Regions from separate parts of the Gossypium arboreum genome. Here region 1 is linked to region 2. The links are chromatin contacts, called in public Hi-C maps. All regions are on one chromosome and are shown on one strand. Each heading gives the region's core, a stretch centred on a gene start, on an enhancer-like site or on the middle of the called end of the contact. The rest is flanking DNA. Distances are from core to core; before and after follow the strand shown.

Evidence for each region. A called contact is a pair of places that touch in the nucleus more often than the background predicts.
Region 1: a contact with region 2 is called in a Hi-C map of leaf, with 3 times the contacts expected there. The contact joins the promoter of LOC108486521 here to the promoter of LOC108489589 in region 2. A contact is called at or near these places in 2 of 5 Hi-C or Micro-C datasets (both in leaf).

The regions. Positions count from the first base shown.
Region 1 is chr11:90,026,323-90,030,005 of ASM2569848v2, reverse strand. It overlaps LOC108486521 (T-complex protein 1 subunit eta), which reads left to right and starts at 1,658. Exons shown (of 14, transcript XM_017790615.2): 1 at 1,658-1,810; 2 at 1,935-2,195; 3 at 2,421-2,546; 4 at 2,642-2,845. The coding sequence starts at 1,796.
Region 2 is chr11:89,333,505-89,336,781 of ASM2569848v2, reverse strand. It overlaps LOC108489589 (coatomer subunit delta-like), which reads left to right and starts at 1,718. Exons shown (of 11, transcript XM_053021735.1): 1 at 1,718-1,888; 2 at 2,312-2,374; 3 at 2,932-3,155. The coding sequence starts at 2,958.

The DNA of each region.
Region 1 (3,683 bases), core at 409-2,908, 690 kb before region 2:
AGGCGACGTCGCGACGACATTCGAATGTTATTGCGACAAGGGATTGGCATCAAGATGCCCTAAGTTCCATCGTCGAGACGAGGGGCCTCCTTAAGATCACATTGCGACGTAGTGATCGCGTCGTCACAACGTGACACTATTCGTTCATGGTTTGTTTTTTTACATTACAATTTAGTCCTAAGTTTCAAGTAATGCAATTGGATTCCAAAAAGGTTTTAAAATGTTTTGAAAATATACATACCTAAGATTTAGATGTATAATTTCATAAATTCAAAGATAATTTTGTAATATAGTTATTTCCAATATTTTTTCACTCTTTCAATTTGGTCCCTAAAACACTTGTTTTTAAAATTAACGGAGAATTGTCAATTGGATTTAATTGATTCTTTCAACAATGTTTCTAAAAAGATTCTAGAACTAAAATGTATTTCTAAGATTGTTGTTATATGTGTGTTCAAATACTAGATGTGAAATAATGATTTTGCCCTCACTACAATTTGAATGATTTATGTTAGTTAAAGCATGTAACTAAGTTTGTTTGTTTATTCATGATTATGTATGACCTAATTGCATGTTTATGACTTTCGTTATCGATCAGATAAGTAGGAAAAAATTATTTATGCGTGTAAATATTGTGATGTGTTTTGAGTCACCTCAGTGACTAATGTGACGTTTTAGATTCAGGTTAGATTGTCCCACCGGATTTGGGGCGCCACAATCTCTCGAAAAAAATCAAAGCAATTTAATCTCTGTCAATTTAGAAAGTGAGCAATTAAAGATAATTAATCATGACGTTAATTTTTTCCATCAATTGTACATGATTTTAAATAGTGTAATAACAAAAGTAACCATCAACGTTTATTCATTTCATCAATTTGGTCCTAATTTAACAATTTTATCCCGCAACATTTGTATAAATCTGTGAATGTTGAGGCTAAATTTGTTGTATTTTTAGAATTAAGTTCAAAATTCTAAATTTGTTATTATACGAAACAAATTTATGTACAATTGATGGAAGACATTTTCGACGTGATTAATTGTCCATACTTGCTCATTTCTGAAACTGACAAGGAATAAATTACTCCAAATTTTTTTGAGAGGCACTAATTTGATTAATTTTAAAATTGAGAGGGACTAGAAAAGTCTTTTTACCTAAAACAGGAAGGAACTATTTTACTCTCATCTAACATACAAAAATCAGTTTATCTTTTTTTAATAAATGGACTAAAAATATAAATTAAGATATAAATATAAGGCTTGATTTTGTGGTATTCTTTTACCGGAAGAGAGTCATTTGGAATTTTTGGGAAGAAGAAAGAAATGAGAAGAAGGACAAAAAGAAAAAAAGAAAAAGAAAAAAGAAGGAAATAATGTAATAAGGAAAGGAAGATGAAAGAATTTTAAGAACTTTTTAATTGCATATGACATGTGAAGTTATAATTGGTTCGAAAATTTTGTTCACGCATGTTAACTTTTTGAAGTTAATTGAGTAACCTAATATAATTTAGGTAAAAATGTATAATTTATATTTCAAGTCGTGGACTAAACCAAAATGGAAAGATATCCACTCATTCAAAAGAATTGAAAGGGTAGTTCTAGTAATTTCATAAATTCCGGGCCCAATGTGGAGTCCAATTTGAAATTAATTTCATTTCAGCCCTCCCATTCTCAAACTTACAACATAAACCCCTAGAATACCGAAGAAATACTTGCGAACAAAACCAGAACATTCTCCCTCACTCTCACGCTTTGCTCATTTCTTCCCCTAAAACCAGCAAGCAAAACCCTAGCAACAATGGCAGCCATGCTGGTAACTTTACACTCCTTCTCCCTCATTTCATACGTGCTTTTTGTTAGTATCTTGCATCTTCTTCTTTTTTTTTTTTGTGAACTGCTACTAATCTGTTTCTCTTTTTGTTTTCCCCTGTTCTCAGCAACCGCAAATCATTCTTTTAAAAGAAGGGACCGATACGTCCCAGGGCAAGGCGCAGCTAGTGAGCAACATAAACGCTTGCACCGCCGTCGCTGACGTGGTTAGAACAACCTTGGGTCCCAGGGGTATGGACAAGCTCATTCACGACGACAAGGGGAACGTCACCATTTCCAACGACGGGGCTACCATCATGAAGCTTCTCGATATTGTCCATCCCGCCGCAAAGATCCTCGTCGATATCGCCAAGTCTCAGGACTCCGAGGTCACCTTCTCCCTCCTTTCTATTTCTGGTTCCGGAACTTTTCTCAAATTTCAGTTAAAGTATGGTTTAATAGTTCCACGTTTTCCATTACCGAACTGAGATTTTAATTTTTTAGTCTGTTCGACGTAACTAATCTCGTAAATGAAATTGACGTTATCAAGATCCAGTATTTATTCATTGCATTTAGATGATTTAGAGAGCTTCTTTTTGGTGTGAGGTTTGCAGGTTGGTGATGGAACTACAACTGTTGTACTACTAGCAGGAGAGTTTTTAAAAGAGGCTAAGCCTTTTGTTGAGGATGGAGTCCACCCTCAAAATCTAATTCGGAGCTATCGAACTGCTTGCTATTTGGTGAGTTTGTGTGTTTTCCCCCTCTTATCATGGTTTAGATGTTGCTATGATCTTTATGCTTCTATTTTATGCTGCATGTTGTATTCAATGGACAGGCTATTGAGAAGATCAAAGAACTAGCTGTTAGCATAGAGGGCAAAAGTCTAGAAGAGAAGAAAAGCTTATTAGCTAAATGTGCTGCAACAACTCTCTCTTCGAAACTCATTGGCGGGGAAAAGGATTTCTTTGCATCAATGGTTGTGGATGCTGTTATCGCTATTGGCAATGATGATAGGTTGAATATGATTGGAATTAAGAAGGTAGACTCCTATTTTTGATGCCCCATTTTCAACCTTTTTAACCTATTCCTTTTTCTGATATTTGTACTGGATCTTCCAGAGAGTTCCCTATCCCATAAGTTAGACTATTATTTTCTATGTTTAGTTTTCAACCTTTTTAGCCTTTTTCCCCCTTTTCTGATATTTATGCTTTGATCTTTGAGGAAGGATCATATATTTTCTGATATCTGCAAAATGATACACTTTCAATCCAGTGCATGTTATATTGAACTATGTTACTGTTCTAGCTGAGTGTAGCACTAGACTGTTCTTTACACGTAGATTCTCATCCATTGATTTTTTACTATCATGTTAATCTAAGTTTTGCAGTGGTATCTTTAGGAAATGAGGCGGCATCAATTTTAGCCTATTCTTTTGGAGAACCTTGTATAAGGTCCAAAATCCGGGGAAGTTAACTTTTGGAGAAAAAAAAGTTAAAATTTGTGATAGCTTTTAGAACTGCACATTGGAAGGTAGCCTTCATATCAAAGGATAAGAAGGCTAGCTTGTAAAAATCCATATTACAATTAGGACACCATTTTATTTTAATGGGTTAATGTAACTTTTAGTCTGTGAACCTGGCAATTGGGTCCACTTTGGTACTGAACTTGGCAACTAGGTCCATTTTGGTCCTTGCACTTGGCAAATGTAAAAGTTTGATGATCATAGTGCCACATCATCAAACTTTTACATTTGCCAAGAGCAAGTACCAAAGTGGACCAAAAAAGATTGTACTAGTACCAAAGTGGACTTAATTACCAAGTTCAGGAACTAGAAGTTATATTAATCTATTTTGATTATGGCTAAAGTTATTGGGCTA
Region 2 (3,277 bases), core at 469-2,968:
GTTATTAAATTTCATCTTATTTTTATTTTTTAAGTCCAAAATCATTAAATACTTAATAACTAGTTGATGTGGCTTTTAAGTTAATGATTTATTTTTTAACATTTATTTGTAATACACATCATTTCCATGTCATATAATAATTAAAAAGATTATTAATCCAAATCACCCCATCCCACCCCACCCTGTCCCTCTCCTCCCTCTTCTGACTCCCTCTCCCCACCGTCCCTCTCCTCCCATCGTGCCACACATTGCCCGTTCTTCGTATTGATTTTGCTTTGTTGATTTCACATATTTAACATCCATGGGAAACATGGCCACCCATACTTAGTTTCATGTTCTTGGTGTTGATGCTAGTCTCATCTTTAACATCTTTTCTTTCTTTCTTTTTTTTTTCCTTAAAGGGTAGGGGTAGAGTTGTTCAGGGAGGTTAAGATTGGAAAATATAAATAATCGGTTTTTGTTTTTTCAATTGTTTGATTGAGAAAAAAGGAGCACGGGTTGATGTTTTTAATGATGTGTTTACAGTGATTGCAGTAGATTCTAAAAGCAAGGCTTTGGAATTTTTGGGATTGAATGATTGTAGGTTACTAGTTGGGTGGAGGATTATGAATGTTGGCACGTTTTTTTTTCTTTTTTTTTTTTTTTGGGGGAGGAGTCAGGAGGGAGGGGAGAGGAGGAGGTTAGGTAATTTGGATTAATAATTTTTAATTATTATTTAACATAAAAATAATGTGTAATAAAAGTAAATGTTAAAAAATAAGTAACTGTTATGCATTTAACAGTTTTAGACTTAAAAATTAGAAAGATAAATTAATTGGTCATTTTATAATTTTTAAAATCGGATAATTTAATAAAAATATTTTTAATAATCAAGTGACTATTTATGTAATTTACTCTTTAATTTATGATTTTTATGTTTTAATTTCATAAGAAATTTTAAGACGTAAGAAATAATTTAAAATAAATATATATCTAGTCTTTTCATTATTTGAGGACCCATTTTAGAGAAATGATGTATTAATTTTGGTAAACTATAAAAATAGTTATTTATATTTGTTTAAGTTTATATTTTGATTATTGATGTTTTATTTATTACGATACGGTTATTAACGTTATCAAAATTGCGTTAATTTTTTTTTTCATTCCAACTACAGGTACCCATTGTTTCAATTATGTTAACAAGTTATAGTTTTCTTCTCAATTATATTTATGTCGTTTAAATTTATAGAATGAGTTATTTGACAATGATATGTGGAAACTTTTTCTAGTTTTAGGCATTGATATATCAATTGCAAAAGATATGTTATGTGCTTAACTGTAGTATTTTTTATATTTGTTTCTGAAGTTGATATTGTTGTTTAGGAGGGAGTGCACTTTCATTAAATGGAATAAAGTTTTATTAAACAGGTTGAGTGAGGAAGATAAAAGACGGAAAGGGAGAAGAAAAGAAGAAAGAAAAGAGAAAGTGAAAAAATAAAAGAAATATTGGAAAAAAATTAAAAACGTGGGAGAGAAAAAAAAAAGAAGAAATGAGAAAAGAGAAGGGGAAAAAAATACATAAGTGACAGGGCCTATAATAAAAAAATTAAAAAAAAATTAAATCCATGTCTACGTTTAATGTGCTATGTGATAAAATTGTAACAATTAAAACATCGAAAACCAAAATGTAAAATTAAACAAACATAAATGAATATTTTTGAGTTTAGGCTATAAAAAACCCGAGAATGCAGCACGTTGGGCCTCAGGGATCGGGCCGGACAATCCAAAGTTGGTCCGAATATTAAACGACGGATCTACCGCAACGCAGATATAATGCTCGAGCGCATCAGTACCTTCTTCGCCTTTGAGTTCTTAACGAATTGATCTCCAGAGTACAAACTAGATCGAGGTAAGCTCCATCTCAGATCTCTAAATTCCGCAACCTCAGTTGGGCATTTAGAGGGTAAAATTGTCAGATCTGATTTTTTTTTCCCTTCGATTTCATTGCCTTTTACGTTTCAAACGCTTTTAAATCGGAAATGCTGTATTCAGTCCTTCTGTTGTTTCTCTCGGTGATTCCTCTACCATTCGCATTTTATTCTGTCAAACACTGTAATTGTGTTATCGGTATTTGAATTTATATGCATGTTGATGTACAGATCTGAGGTGGTCGATCTCTTTGCAGACTTAGATATACTGATTCGCTTTTTTCTGTTTTCAGATTTACTGTTATATTATAGATCGTTTCTAGCCGTTTCCATTTATTTTATCCTGATTCCCGCTGCTTATTTGTGATCGCCTTTATCCTAAATTGATTTTCATTGTTTAATAGGTATTCTGATAAAAGCTTCAAATTGATATTGTCTGGGTAGATTGCTTCTTGGTAACCAAGATGGTAAGATCTGTTCTTTATTTTCATTTTTCACTCGTTCTTTTTAGTAGAAGTATACATTTAAATAGATTTCAGTTCTTTTTAAATATATATGTATTAAATAAACTATAAACTCATTTTGGAGAAACTGAAGATATTACAAGGTCCATGTTTTGTTTTCTTGAATGATTTGCTTTTTGCTTCATTCCCATCTGTTAACTTTATCTGTACGAGCATTGCCATTGTTGTTGAAATTCTCTCTTCTATGGTTTTGTCTATGTTTTTTTTAATGTCCAGCATTTTCTGGTAAGCACTGCTCCTAGTGTTGTCTCTTATGCTTTGTTTTCTTGTAATTCATTCCCTCCTTATTAAAGGTAATAAAAAGCATAGACCGAAGTACTTCTGATTTTACCTTTTGTTTTTGTGATTTAGGTTGTACTTGCTGCTTCAATTGTAAGCAAGTCTGGAAAAGGTGACTTTCATGTTGGCTCATTGTAGTTGTTTTTCTTGTGCTGTTGTAATAAGTTGTTGAAGTTCAAAATTCGGTTGTGTTACATGTGCTTTATTTGTTCTTATTGCAGTGCTTCTCTCCAGGCAGTTTGTGGACATGACTCGCATAAGAATTGAAGGTCTTCTTGCTGCTTTTCCTAAGTTGGTGGGTACAGGAAAGCAACACACATATGTTGAGACTGAGAATGTGCGATATGTTTATCAACCAATAGAAGCTCTTTATTTGCTTCTTGTAACAAACAAACAGAGCAACATTCTTGAAGATTTGGAGACTTTAAGACTGCTCTCCAAGCTGGTATGCTTTAACTTCTCTTTGATTTCTTTCCTGTCTTATTTAATCTTTGAACATAATAGATAATGTAGTTGGAAGTTGACTTGTTTGCGGAGTGGTTCCTTTACCTGTATGTTTTCAGCTTC